Regions from separate parts of the Mus musculus genome. Here regions 1 and 2 are each linked to region 3. The links are chromatin contacts, called in public HiChIP or PLAC-seq and promoter capture Hi-C maps. All regions are on one chromosome and are shown on one strand. Each heading gives the region's core, a stretch centred on a gene start, on an enhancer-like site or on the middle of the called end of the contact. The rest is flanking DNA. Distances are from core to core; before and after follow the strand shown.

What was found. Promoter capture Hi-C pulls out the DNA fragments that hold promoters and counts their contacts. HiChIP or PLAC-seq counts read pairs in DNA pulled down with a chosen protein or histone mark.
Region 1: an H3K27ac HiChIP or PLAC-seq map of embryonic stem cells shows a contact between it and region 3, with 5 times the contacts expected there. The contact joins the promoter of AU015836 here to the promoter of Arx in region 3. A contact is called at or near these places in 3 of 39 promoter capture datasets (HPC-7-derived erythroid cells, embryonic stem cells and pre-B cells) and 1 of 115 datasets of contacts at active chromatin or transcription factors (embryonic stem cells).
Region 2: a contact with region 3 is called in a promoter capture Hi-C map of pre-B cells. The contact joins the promoter of Zfx here to the promoter of Arx in region 3. A contact is called at or near these places in 2 of 39 promoter capture datasets (cranial neural crest and pre-B cells) and 1 of 115 datasets of contacts at active chromatin or transcription factors (astrocytes).

What each region holds. Positions count from the first base shown.
Region 1 is chrX:93,965,841-93,970,099 of GRCm38.p6, forward strand. It overlaps AU015836 (expressed sequence AU015836), which reads left to right and starts at 2,816. Exons shown (of 3, transcript NR_028320.1): 1 at 2,816-4,090.
Region 2 is chrX:94,120,496-94,125,023 of GRCm38.p6, forward strand. Zfx (zinc finger protein X-linked) reads right to left here and starts at 2,912. Exons shown (of 9, transcript NM_001044386.1): 1 at 2,573-2,912.
Region 3 is chrX:93,283,672-93,288,333 of GRCm38.p6, forward strand. It overlaps Arx (aristaless related homeobox), which reads left to right and starts at 2,836. Exons shown (of 6, transcript NM_001305940.1): 1 at 2,836-2,888; 2 at 3,007-3,252. The coding sequence starts at 3,057.

The DNA of each region.
Region 1 (4,259 bases), core at 1,566-4,065, 680 kb after region 3:
ATCCCTGTAAGTTGAGGGCAGTCTGATCTACAGCGCTGGCTCCAGGCCAGTCAGGGCAATAAATGTATGTATGAAAATCCCACTGTGAAACTCATTGCTTTTTATGCTATCTCAAAAATAATACTTTAAGAAGACATTATCTGTAATTTTTCTAAAAGGAAAGGAAGAAAGAAAGAAAGAAAGAAAGAAGGAAAGAAAGAAAGAAAGAAAGAAAGAAAGAAAGAAAGAAAGAAAGAAAGAAAGGAAGGAAGGAAGGAAGGAAGGAAGGAAGGAAGGAAGGAAGGAAGAAAAGGAAAGAAAAAACCCCACTAAAGCTGGGCTGGGTGGATGGCTCAGTGGGCAGTACACAAGGCTAAGGAGAGTTCAGATCATAAGCATCCACACAAGACATCAGGTGCGACCATGTGCACCTGGAACCCTAGGTGGATGCTAAAGGGTGGGAGTAAGACAGAAGGCTTTCTGGAGTTTGCAGGCCACCAGCTTAGCCAAAGAACCATGAGCTCCGGGTTTAGCAAAAGACCCTGTTTTAAAAGAATAAGACAGAGCACAACAGAGGAGGGCACAGATAGCCGGTTTTTGCAACAAGGGTTGTTACCCACTGAGCCATCTCACTAGCCTATTTGATATTGCTGTTTTAATACATGGTCTCACATACCCTAGGATACTCTTGAACTTTTGAGCTTGCTACATAACCAAGGCTGTCCTTGAACTCCTAACCCTAGTTCCTAAATTTTTATATTACAGGCATCTGCCTGGCCAAAAACAAAAGTTGTCTCTTCAGTCCTGGACACATCTGTCAAATGACTGGCTGCTTTAGTTTTGTTTATTGCACAGATACTAAATAATAGTGATCCTCTGTGTTTCTAACCTGGTGAGTTGCCTGGGTACTTCCAATTTCACTACTGTGGAAGAAAACCCAAGTTTTATGGCACAAAAGACTCCTAACTCCACCACAGCCACCCTGCTGTTTCAAGATGGAACACCTTTAGTGACCACCCACCCCTTTGGCTGTCAACCAACTCAAGATCCTACCTTGATAATTGTTCTTAAAGGGTAGGGAACACCCTCCGTAGCTAGGTAAGGTGAATTCCATCATCCCCCCCTCCGTGCAGCTGTGGAGGTGAGTCACAAGGACTTTAGCACAGCTGAATAGCAAGCAGATCTTAGGCCCGAGGGATTCCTTCCAAAGCTTTTTCAAGCCCACCTCTGAGCTGCCTTGGAGAGGAGCTTTTAAAAGCATGGCCCTGTGAGTCATGGGCTCAATCCGGGGGTTTGAGATAAGCGATTGTTTGAGCTGCGCTTCACCTGGGTCATCTGAGCATTCAGTGATTCCCCACCCCACCCCACCCCCCACTGGAAACTACCAGCCACTAAACAACAGAATGACCGAATGACTGAACATCATTGTGATGGGTGCCGGCAGTGGCCAACTCATTTTCTATTCTGGAAGCTATAACTGAATTCAACTTGCAAAATTAACAAATAAAAAGGTGTGTCCCTGACCAGGGAGCATTAAGGACCACCTGTTTAATTTTAAAACAATAACCAAACAAAATAAGAAATGCAGGGTTATAATTCAGGCCTGTTACCCAAGGAGCTGATAGGGTTAGCAGCCCCATAGAAGGAACAACAATATGAACTAACCAATAACCCCCAGAGCTCCCAGGGAATAAACCACCAACCAAAGAAAACACATGGTGGGACTCGTGGCTCTATCTGCATATGTAGCAGAGGATGGCCTAGTCTGTCATCAGTGGGAGGAGAGGCCCTTGGTCCTGTGAAGGGCTCTATGCCCCAATATAAGGGAATGCCAGGACCAGGAAGCAGAAGTGGGTGGATTGTTGAGCAGGGGGAGAGCAGAAGGGATAGGGGATTTTCGGAGGGGAAACCAGGAAAGGGGATAACATTTGAAATGTAAATAAATAAAGAAAATGTCTAATAAAAAGTAAATAAATAAATAAAAATAATTCAGGCCTGTGTTTTGATAAAGCAGGGTTGCCATCTTTTATTGTTGTCTGTCCCTCAGGAGAAAAATCATTAAAAGGAAATATTAATTTTCCTTTGTACTGACATTAAATAATTCATATTTCCCTTAATTTACAACATACCAACAATCACCTTATTTCAGAGTTAGAAAATTGTTCAGATTATATTTATGGAAGAGAATCTTAAAAATCACAGAGTCTAAGAACCTACGCCAGCCTACTCAATAATAATAATGTTCAGGTGAGAACTTGGGAATGTTAACTTTAGCAAGCCATCAGATGATCCCTATGTTCAGCCAAGTTTGCAATTAGCTGATGCAGAGGTAAGGAAGGAAAAGTGGGTGAGACTTTTCCTCAAAAAAGTGGAGCTTTGTAACCAAATGCCTGATCCAGGGTACTTAGGAAGTAAAGAGAGCTTTGTTTTGGCTCATGGTTCTGGAGATTCAAGTCTACGAATAGAAGGCAGTATCAGACACATTATCATCCAGGATGCAAAGGGCCTGAGAGATTTTAGACTCTTTATTCCCCTCACAGGTATACCCTCAATTACCTAAGGATGTCCACTAATTTCTACAAGGGATGCTTAAAGCCCCACAGGGACTGCCCAGCAAGTAGCACCACCCTGGGGACCTAGCTTTTCCATGTAGACCTTTGAGGGGTACTCATCCAAAGAACAGGAGGTTAGGTTTTCCTTTGAAAAATACTGAAGGCCAGCAGCAAGCAGGCCTGAAGGGGCGGATCTGTGCCGGCCTTAGAACCGCCCCTCCAGGCCTGAGGAGGGGCGAGGGAGGTCACAGCCTGAAGGTGTATCAGCTACCGCCACGCCTTCCAGCATTTCGAGCTCAGAGCTGCAAGCTGTTAGTTGGGAGCACCAGCACTGCGAAGCAGTACCCGGAGCTACCATGGCCTACAGCCCGCAGGAAGAGAAAGATAAAGTTGTATTCGTGACCAAAGAAGACCACGAAAGTCCCAGCAATGCCGAGCTGGTGGTTGACGAGCCCAATGATCCCCATGCAGAGTATGGACTGATACTGCCAAGTGGCAGCATTAACTGGAATTGCCCGTGCCTTGGAGGAATGGCCAGCGGCCCCTGTGGAGAACACTTCAAGTCTGCCTTTTCCTGCTTCCACCACAGCACCGAAGAAGTCAAGGGGTCCGATTGTGCAAGTGAGTACCAGGCCTTGAAGGAGTGCATGCAGAAATACCCAGACATCTATCCTCAAGAAGAGAATGAGAGCGAGAGCGAGGACGACAACTCGGACATCTACCAGGAGGCCCTGCAGGATGAGGAGGAGGAGGAGGAGGAAGAGGACGATGATGTCGATGACTACTACTACGAGGGGCTTGAGAATGCCGAGGTAGAGGAGGAGGAGGAGGAGGAGGAAGATGAAGATGACTATTACTACGAAGTAGAGGAGTATGAGGAGGAGGAGGAGGAGGAGGAGGAGGATTACTATCACGAGAACAACTATTACAACAATAACGACTACTATGACGATGAAGACTACTACCAGTACGAAGACAACTATTATAAGGACGAAGATGATGAAATCTACTACGAGGCTGACTACCAGGAGGAGGGAGAGGATGAAGAGGACGAAGAGGATGAGGATGCTTTCTATGAGGCTAACTATTTCGGTGAGGAGGATGAAGAGGAGCCAGCGGAGCCAGCTGAGCCAGCGGAGCCAGCCAAACCCAAGGAGGAAGCAGACGCCGCTGAGGCCTCCTCTGGAGGCAAATTGCAGTACTTCAGCGCCTGAAGGCCACAAGCCCCAGCTGCTGCCCATTTACTTAGCCACAGAACTTTCTGCACTATGAACGCCTGCCTTTCGATCGCTTGCTCTCTCTCTCAATGAAAGTATCCTTTCCTCTCTTGTTTTATGCACTGTAATATAGAAAATAACTTACTTTGATGATCGAGGTCTTGGCGGCTTGCCTGACCCTGAAGAAAAGAGGGGTGTGTGTGTGCACCTACATTATACAGAAACTTACCCTCAACACTAGGCCACTGCTGAACTGTCCTCTCTGAGTGCCCTGGATTCTGCCACTTTGAAATTATGTGAAGTTTCTCAACAGTCAAGAGCCGTTACTCAGAAAAGTCTCTCGTAAGTAAGCCGATTTATGCTGACCCATTGTATCCCTTTTAGTAGGTTTTATGTCTCTTTGGGAAATTAAGTAGAGGCCAAAACGTCTTCCTTAAGATTGCTAGAGTGAGGCCGTTCCTACTGGAAGAGGCCAGAGATCAGATAGTGGCACTGGAATATATGGGTGGGG
Region 2 (4,528 bases), core at 1,662-4,161, 840 kb after region 3:
TCTTTTTAAAGAGAACTTTTAAATGTGATTTTCTTTTTAATTTTTGAGACTTGATCACAGTATGTAGGATGACCTCAAACTCACAAAAATCTGCCTCTGAATGCTGGGGTGAAAGGCATGTGCCGCCACTGTCCAGCTTAAGAGAATTTCTTTAATTAAAGCTTGCCGTGGCCTCTAGGAAAACCACTCTCTAGGAGCAAGATTTCCAACCTGTTGCTGTCTATAAAAGTGAAGACACCGAGAGTGAAGAACTATCTAACTGTGAGACACATTTCCCACATAAGCATCTAGAAAAGTCAAATATTAATCAAAACATGCAGGAAGGCTTGCTTAGCAAATAACCTTAGTTAGCCTCTCAAACAAAACTCTCAGCAGGGAGCAAAACAGATTGCAAAGGGCAACTGAAGGCCACTGCTTTTTAATAACCATCCTTCCAAACTCATTTTCAAAACTGACTTCCTAAAAACATCATGGGAACACTTGTAGGAAAGTTCATTTCTCATCTTCTTCGAGGAGCACCAGGATTCATTTTCAACAATGGGAAATGAAATCATAGGAAACTCTGTTTACTACAGAAATAACAACTCTGAGTAAAACGTTATTTACAGTGAATATAGAAAAAGGACCAGCTGTCTAACAAAAATGGATCATTCAAAACTGCAATAAAGCATTTTAAAAGGGTAATAAAATCTGGCTTCTGACCACTCTTTGTAATTATCATCACTATAAAAACACTGGTCAGCCTACCACACAACCTACTTCTCTCAAACTTGTCCTAGCCCAACCGAGCTGATAGCTATCAAGCACAGATCCGGGTGTCGTCATCCGGGAGTCGGAGAGCTCCCGCACTTGCTTCCCACGGAGCAGAAGCCCTTGCCATTCGCGCTGCAACCCACCTTTGCAAGCCTCTACCTATACTATCCATTTCAGACAAACAGTAAATACTTGCTGTTCTCTAAAGAAACTTCACCCTTGAAACGCCCTTTGCCTGTCTGGGCCATCAGGCTTGTAACCTCAAAATGCCACCTATTTCAGGAACTCCTTCCTGATGCTTCAAACAGAAACCATGTCTGCTCTGAAACCCACTTTAACTCGGATGTAGCCTTCGCGCGGCACTTCTTACAGTTCAACATTTGCTCTTCTACTTCTGAACAACAAGCCTCCCACAGCCACCACTTACAAGAACCCTCCTTACTCTTTCTCAGCACCTAGCACAGCCGGCATGGGACGCCGAGGTTACCAGCAAAGTTGTACCGGGTGAGATCGAAAGAAATTTCATGGGGTGCGATTCCACTCTAAAAACCTCACAAACGGGCTACCACAGCGAATCAACGAAAGCTAGCTAATACGTCACATTACATCGTTGGATAAGAAAATAACTTTCTGCCCTTTAATTTTCCTCAGTTAAATAAATAAATATATATACCAAAATTCAAACGCAGCCTCCCAAGAAACTTGTTTCCACAGAAAGGAACACAAAAACTTCCCTCCGATATGCTAGTCTTCCGCTTTCGTAGGATGCCTTTTTCCCCCTATTGGTCAAAAGAGTGGTGAGAACTTTCCCATCACTTTTCTTTCTTTATTCACAGAGTCGTGAAAGCAACGATTGGCGGAGAAGCACCGCACCAGGGTCACCCTAACGGCCACGTCTATCTACCTCTGAGAAAATAAAGTCCTAAGAAAATGTCTCCGGCTCCACTACTGCCACCGCGGCAGATCACCCTGAAGCGGCAGCAAAGCGCCGGGAAAAGGCTCGGAGCCCCGGGGCCATACAGATGAGGTGGCTCCAGCGCCAAGACGGCCGCGATGGCCGCCTGCGGCAGCTCAACTGAAACACAGCGGAAACAGCAGCCAGTCACGGGGCTGTGGGAGGCTGGGCAGGAAGGTGGCGCTGCCGCCAAGCGCCTGGGATCCAAGTGCTCATCATGGCGACGAGGGCAATGGCCGCCATGGGGAGCGAACACGCCCCTGCGCGCACACTCGACGCCGCGCCCGGGCTCCGGTCCCCGTAGCTAGCGCCGCCGCGGCCCGCTCTCACACCCCCCCTCACGGGCTGTAGCGGAATTTTCTCCTCAGACGCCGCCTTCAAAATGGCGGCTCCCCCTCCCGGCAACCCCCTCCGTCGTAGCCTGCAGCAGGCGCCGGCCGGCCGCCATCTTGTCCCCCGTCCCTCTTCCCCCCCCCCTCGCCGATATTTACATAGCGAAAATCGGCCGGGCCGGCCTGCGGCCTTCACCTCATGCCTGCAGCCTTAGCCTCCTCGCCAGGCCTCGCCCCCGCACGGTGCCCCGGGTCGGCCACGTCGCCCACCCGGGACCCCTCAGCCGCCTCCCCAACCGCCGGGCGGCACTGCCCCGGTCCCCGCCCGTTTCCAGAACGCGCCTCGACCGCCGTTCTGAGCGCCCGGGCGCCACCCCGGGCCTAACTGCGGCCTCCTCGGGGCCTGCTCGGCGTCGCGCGCCACGCCGCCCGGCCTAGCGCGGGAGGGCGCCTTGCGGGCCGCCGAGCAGGCCGAGAGCAGGCCGCCGCGCGCGCACCAGGCCCTACGGCCGCAGTGGCGCCCCGGACTCACCGGACGGTCGTGCGGCGGTCGGCGACGGTGGCGGGTGCTGCAGGCCGGCCTTTCTCTGGAGCACTGGGCCGGGCTCCGGCTGGTGGGGCGGGCGGAGGGAGGGAGGAGGGGCCGAGCTCGGAGCTGACAAAAAGCGGCCCAGCTCCCCGGCACGGGCCCGCCGTCAGCACGTCACGTCACCGCCGGGGAGAGAGACCCAGGAAAATGCGGAAGGGTAGCTGGGCCCCCTCCTCCGCCCGGTGGGTCCCGCTGACGCCCCGGGTTGGCGCCCTTCACGCCCCGCAACCGGGGAGCCCAGTGGCCTCGCTGCGGCGGGGTCTCCGGCGGCCCGAGTTTCCGTGACAGCGCCCCCCTTCTTTCCACCTCCGCGCTCCCGCCCGCCACCGCCGCCACACACGCGCCGCCGCCGCCGCCTCGGCTGTAAAATCCGCACGAGGCCGTGGCCCACCGACACCGTCGAGAGGCGGGAGGCCCGGGCCACCCCCCACCATGTTTGTGGGCCGCGGCCACCCCCCGGGGGCCTTCGGGGACACCTACCGCCTCTCCGCGAGGGTCCCGGCCTGAGGCGGTGGCTCGAGTTGTTTGCAGGCCCGCAGACCCCCCTCCCGCCGTAAATGTGTGTGTGTGCGGTGTGTGTGTGTTTTCATCCCCGGTGCCTGGGGATGAAGATAAATTTAGCAACCCTCGCCGTCCCCTGCCTTCCCTTTAAAAAAAAAAAAAAAAAAAAAAACAACTTTGAAACAAAATGAAAATGGCCTTGCCAATTTGAATGGTGCAGGCAGAGTGTTGGGGGGGTACCTAGAATAACAACCAAACCCGGTAATTTTTTTTTTAATAAATAAGCTTTCTGTCGGGAAGCCAAATTGGTCTCTTTTTATGGGGGGGGGGGTTAGGTACATTTTGAAGCCTTTAGCACACTGCAGAGAATAGAGATTTTTAGTGCTATAGAAACTACACGTGTGTTACACTGGAAGTCTATGGATCATAACTTTTATGTATGTAATAATGCTATAACACTCTACAATTATCGAGATTTTTTTAAATAAAATTCTTAAGTCTCTTAAACTTTAAGAAGATAAAGAAGTGAAAGTATCTGATTCAACAAAATATTTATAAACTTAAAAATAGGAGTTTTGTGTTTTTCTCAATCCAGATCACTATGTGGCATTTTTTTTTTGCCAGACAGGGTTTCTCTGAGTAGTCCTAGCTGTCCTGAAACTTAACTTTGTAGACAAGGCTGAACTCAAGAGATCTACCCGCCTCTGCCTCCCAAGCGCTAAGATTAAAGGCATGGGCCACTACCACCGAAAAACATTAAACTATATAGTTTGTACATTACTGTAGACTCTAACATGATAGAACTTTTTGTGGTGTACTGGGGGACATAAGACAGTGGATATTTCGGGATATAGCCAATTTCTTGCCTCGGCCTCCCAAGTGCTGGGATCACAGACGTGTGCTCAGACACCCAGCTTGACATATTGGTAGACAGTGTTGATAGCTGTTTTCCCATAGTTAAGACATCTTTAAAGAACAAAAAGGATAAAGCAAATTGCAAACTGGGGTGAGGTGTCTTTAAACATATTCTAAGAATGTAAATTGTTTCATCAGCTTACAATCATAAAATTGTTTTTAAAAGGGAGACAGGCATGATAACTCAAACCTGTAATGTCCACAATCCAAAAAGGATTTTGGCAAGTTTCAGGCCAGACTGTGGTATATTCAGTGAGATTCTGTCACACACACACACACACCTAAGGGCCTCTACTTAATGTGAGCGCGCGTGCGTGTGTGGTGTGGTGTGGTGTGTATGTGTGTGTGTGTGCTCTCTTAGGTAGAACCTATACTAAGAACAGAAATTAGCATGGACAATGGGAGAAGATGGCATAAATCTGTAAAGTGTTCCTTCATTTTCCGCTCAGATCTACTAGAAATCTAGTAGATCTAGCTAGTAAT
Region 3 (4,662 bases), core at 1,586-4,085:
AAAGAAAAAAAAAGTGAAGTATCATTTTGCTGGCAGAGTGAATATTAAGTTGGGCTAAACTATATGTCCTTTGATATATATATATATATATATATATATATATATATATATATATATATTCCTATAGTCAAATTCTTTAAACTCTGTGTGTTCAGCATATGGATTTAGTTCTTCCTAGACATTAGAAGCATCGTTTCACTTTCTAAAAAAATGGCATATAGGATAGCACACCTTCCTTAAGCTCACACTCTAACTAGATTCTGTGGAGACACTATTAGGGTTTGCCACCCCATCTAGCGCCTTAGAGAAGTTCCCTGTAATTTTTTCCTAATTAATCTGTGGGGAATGGGCTCAGTTGTAGATTCTGAAGTTGGGTTTTGAATTTCGACAAATCTTAGTGTTGCTAAGTGTAGAGAAAATTAACTCAGGCACTCCTCTCCAAGTTGGATAGATGCACCTCCTTCATTTGGGGAGGCTGATTGGAAAATATTAAAAATAAAATAACAGAACAGAACAAAGAAGACTAGAGTTTTCACACAGGTCTTTTTAAAAGCCCTCTTTATATTCCATTAATAGAATTATATTTAATTCCAGGAATCATTAAGTCAGAATCAGAAATGCTATGTTAACCTCCCCCTTTACAGTGGGTGATTAAAATTAGAATACACCCCCATCAGAAAGTCCGACTTCTTTTAAAAGAAGAACAGCTGCAGAGGGGGGAGGAGGGTGATGGAGGCTAAGAAGTCTTCCACAGAGAGTCTGAAAGTCCTTTGGGCGTTCAGACATGATGTGTGCATTTGTGACCCTTTTAATTTAACACGATCTTTCTTGGACTCATTTTCACCCCACTCCCTGCGTGTGCGGAGCCCACTCTGAAGTCACGGAGCCACCGGGCAGCCGGGTTTTGTGGATTTCCCTGCCGGGAGGAAAAAGTGTCTCTGTATCCCCAGACCGACACCCGCAGCGACGCAGGCGAGGGTCTTTGCCTGGAAGCTTGAGGGAAACCCAAGAGTCTTTATATCTCTGGGCTGCTCTGAGGCCCCAGGACGAAGAAGGGCTAGGGAGGGGAACAGGCGCGGAGAACATAATATTGGGCTAAAGTTAGATGAGACCATATTTAAAACATCAAAAGATGAGGATGCAAATAGAACCCAAGAAAGACAGAAACCTATTCTAGGTACCTTGGAATCTCAGAGAGGGCATAAAAGAAAAGCCAATGTCAAGGCAACTCACAGCCTCTTCCTCCACCATTTGAGGGTACGAAAACTATGCTGAGAAGCCGGCAGAAAACACCGAAGAGACCATGGCATGGAAGGATAGAGACAAATCCTTTTTGCTCCGTTTTTTACTACTACTAGTAGTAGTGTGGTGTTAGTATTAGTAGTATTGATGTGTCTGTCTGTTCTCAACTCTGTACCCCCTCAAGTTGCGTTGAGGACTCCTGCCAAGCTAGCCCGATCGATCTATCTGCCACTCACCCACTAGCATCCAAGAGTTATGCAGATGTTTATGGCTGGGGGGAAAAATCCCAGTTAGGTATCCTTGTATTTTTAAATACTGACTGTAAGTGATTCAAGTATAATCCTTTGTAAAACGTTTTCTCTTTGACACATTGAAGGGGCTGAGAGAGGAAAACCTGGCGTGGATTCCCCTTCCCCGACCTCTTACCCACCTCCCTCACCCCCACCCCGCCAAAGTCAAGGCCGTAGCTGTCTCTTGGAACCTACACCTAGGGAATGAGGGTGTCCATTCTGGCTCCTCTCCGGGATCGACCCAACTTCACTCAGGGTTGGGTCCAATACTGGGAGCCCTTTGAGAAGCAACTGCTTCCCCTTAAGGCGCTCCTCCATCACTTTTGCTAACAGGGGCCAGGTCACAGGATTCAAAATGTTAGGCATTTCGACTTGGTTCAAGGTAAAGGTCAGTCCCTTCTGTCCTAGGAAACTGAGAATCACACTTCTGCAGTGCAAGGGGTTTCATACGCCAGGCGCTGCCAGGGGGTGACAGCCTAACCAAGATAAATTTGGAGAAGTAGGGAAAGAGTGAGGAGTGTCAGAAGAGAAAAGAGACTCCCCCAGTCTTGTTCCCAGTCTCCTCTCTGGGAGGTTTGGACTCTTTCTTGCCAGTCCCTTTCACCTCTCTGAATACTCCAGGGAAGACTCTGTCTTTAGCAGGGCTCTGTATTTAAGGACCTTTTCACAGTCCAGAGTTAAAAACAGAGACAGAGAATGTTGGGAGCGGATATTAACAAGAGAGCAACAGATAGGTTCTGGATGAAGACAAATAACTCTAGGCTTTGAGCCACAAGAGAAAAAGCAAAGGCTCAGACAGCAGATGGTTGCCTCTGACACGTCGGAGGTCCATTGGTCCTAGAAAGGATGGTGACTGAACAGCGCTGAGGTCAAGACACTGTCCTAGGAGGATAATGTCGGCATTGAAAGGCGCCAGGTTGATCTCGTACAGCTACAGGGAGCTAGGTCCTCTGGATAGTGGAAGGGGTGCCGAAGTCCAAGAGGCACCCACAAACCTAGCACCCAATTGAGCTACAACTAAGAGTATAACCCTAAGGACAAGAAGGAGCGACAAGAAAACGATATCAAAGTTTGAAAGTAGTTAGTTTAAAAGAAGAGAAAGAGAAAGAAAAGGAAATTTGGCTCTAGTGCGTGCCAGCTGCTAATCCCCTGCCCCCACACTCATAGGCCCCTCTCCGAAATCCAGTTCGCGCTTTGCGCTTTGCCGGCAGGCCTACGCAGCCCGGCCTCTGTCGAGAGCCAATCAGAGAGCGCCTCTCAGCACGTGGAGCAGAGAGACACCAGAGCTCCGCGCCCGCGGCTCACTACACTTGTTACCGCTTGTCCTGAGCGCGGAGAGGACGAGCTCCGGCTGAGGTCAGGGTGGGAGCCCGCAACCGAGGGGGACGGAAAGGAACAAAGATCGCAGTAATAACTGTTTTAATCAGCCATCCAACCCATCCCCAACACACACCCTTTTCATCCAACCCTCCAGGAGAGAGGAGCAGAGGTCCGCTCTCTGAGCCCAAGGAAAAAGCACCAGCCATGAGCAATCAGTACCAGGAAGAGGGCTGCTCTGAGAGGCCGGAGTGCAAGAGTAAATCTCCAACTTTGCTCTCCTCCTACTGCATCGACAGCATCCTGGGCCGGAGAAGCCCATGCAAAATGAGGCTTCTGGGAGCCGCGCAGAGCTTGCCTGCCCCGCTGGCCAGCCGCGCTGACCAGGAAAAAGCCATGCAAGGTAAGGTTGTGCCGGACAGGCACCTGCAAAAGAGCATTGGGCATTGGTTTGAATGTTTGAAACTGGGGACAAGGGGCCTGGGACTTGTCAAGTTGGAGACATAGGGAAGAGAAGGGAGAACTCTAGGGCCTGGGGCCTTAGAGAGAAGGACCGTCTCTATCTCTCCTTCCAGAAAAAGCAGGGGCCCAAGCTTCATTTGGGGGTGGGACTCTTAGATACTTAGATGCGATTAAAAGTCCCTTTTGGTGGCCTTGGGTGTGCCCCGAATGGCACTGAAGCAGCAGATGCTCTTAATTCCTTTAAAAGCAGCAACTTCACGGAGGCAAGAACCCCAAAAGCTAAGGAATGGTGGTGGTGTCTTCAGGCAAGGTGAACTTTGGCCTTTCTCCTTTGGAAGATTTCTTTATAAGCGGTGTTTTGTGTTTCCTTTTAGTTTTTAATTGTACATTATTGATGACCTTTTAAATGCGAGTGTTGGCAGAAAACATTACCCTAGGGTGCTCCAAACAGCAACTTAATGGATTCGAAATGCATGAAATGTATACCCTCTGGGCGCTACTTTTCTCTACTGTGTTAATTTTTAAGAGTTGAGATATCTAAAGTGTTTTCTTTTCTGAAATTAAAAAATCCAAAACAAGTGTCCTTTGGTCCTCTGAACTAATACTCAAGTTTCCCCATGAGCTGGATGCAGTAGTGTTGCAGGCAAAGAAGTGTTGGTGTCGTTTAAACCCTGAAGCCAGCGAGCCAGCAGCTACACCTTTGGAAGATCGGAGCGAAAGACAGAGAATGAGGCTTTCTAAAATAAAACTGACTTTTCCCCTTTTCCTTTTTTAGCCTGCAAGGGCACCTGTGCTAGGCGCTTCCTCCAAGGGAAGGAGCAGCCTGTGCCTGTTGAACCTCACCCCTGTCCCCGCTCCAGACATTTCTTTCCAAATTTTCTCCAGAAATTTTCTTTGCCATTTTGGGCTAGGGAACCCTGCCTCCTGCCTCTGTGGGCTGTTGGGACATGGCGGGTGCTCAGGGCCCTGAGACCCAGGCCGCTTCGCCCCGCAGGGGTCGCCCGAGGGGCAGTGCCCCTCTTGCTACCTTGGGGCCCATAGGACAGAACAGCTGGCAGAAGTCTGGCGCGAAGTTTTCAGAGTAGTGGTGATTTTTTAAAGTTGTTCGATTTTTAAAAATTTGCCCCACCCTAAAATGGAGAGGAGGATTAAAGAGAAAGGAGTGAAATAAGATAGAGGAAAAGTGGAATCATGAAGGCAAAAAACAGAAAGGCATTAAAGGCGAAAAGGACGAGGAAAGGAGTGGGGAGAAAGTAGAAAGAAAAAGAAAAATAAGGGGGTGCGAAAGGAGTACTACAAGAAAGAAAGAGGAAATAAAGAGCAGAATATGAAAGAAATGAAGGGACGAAGG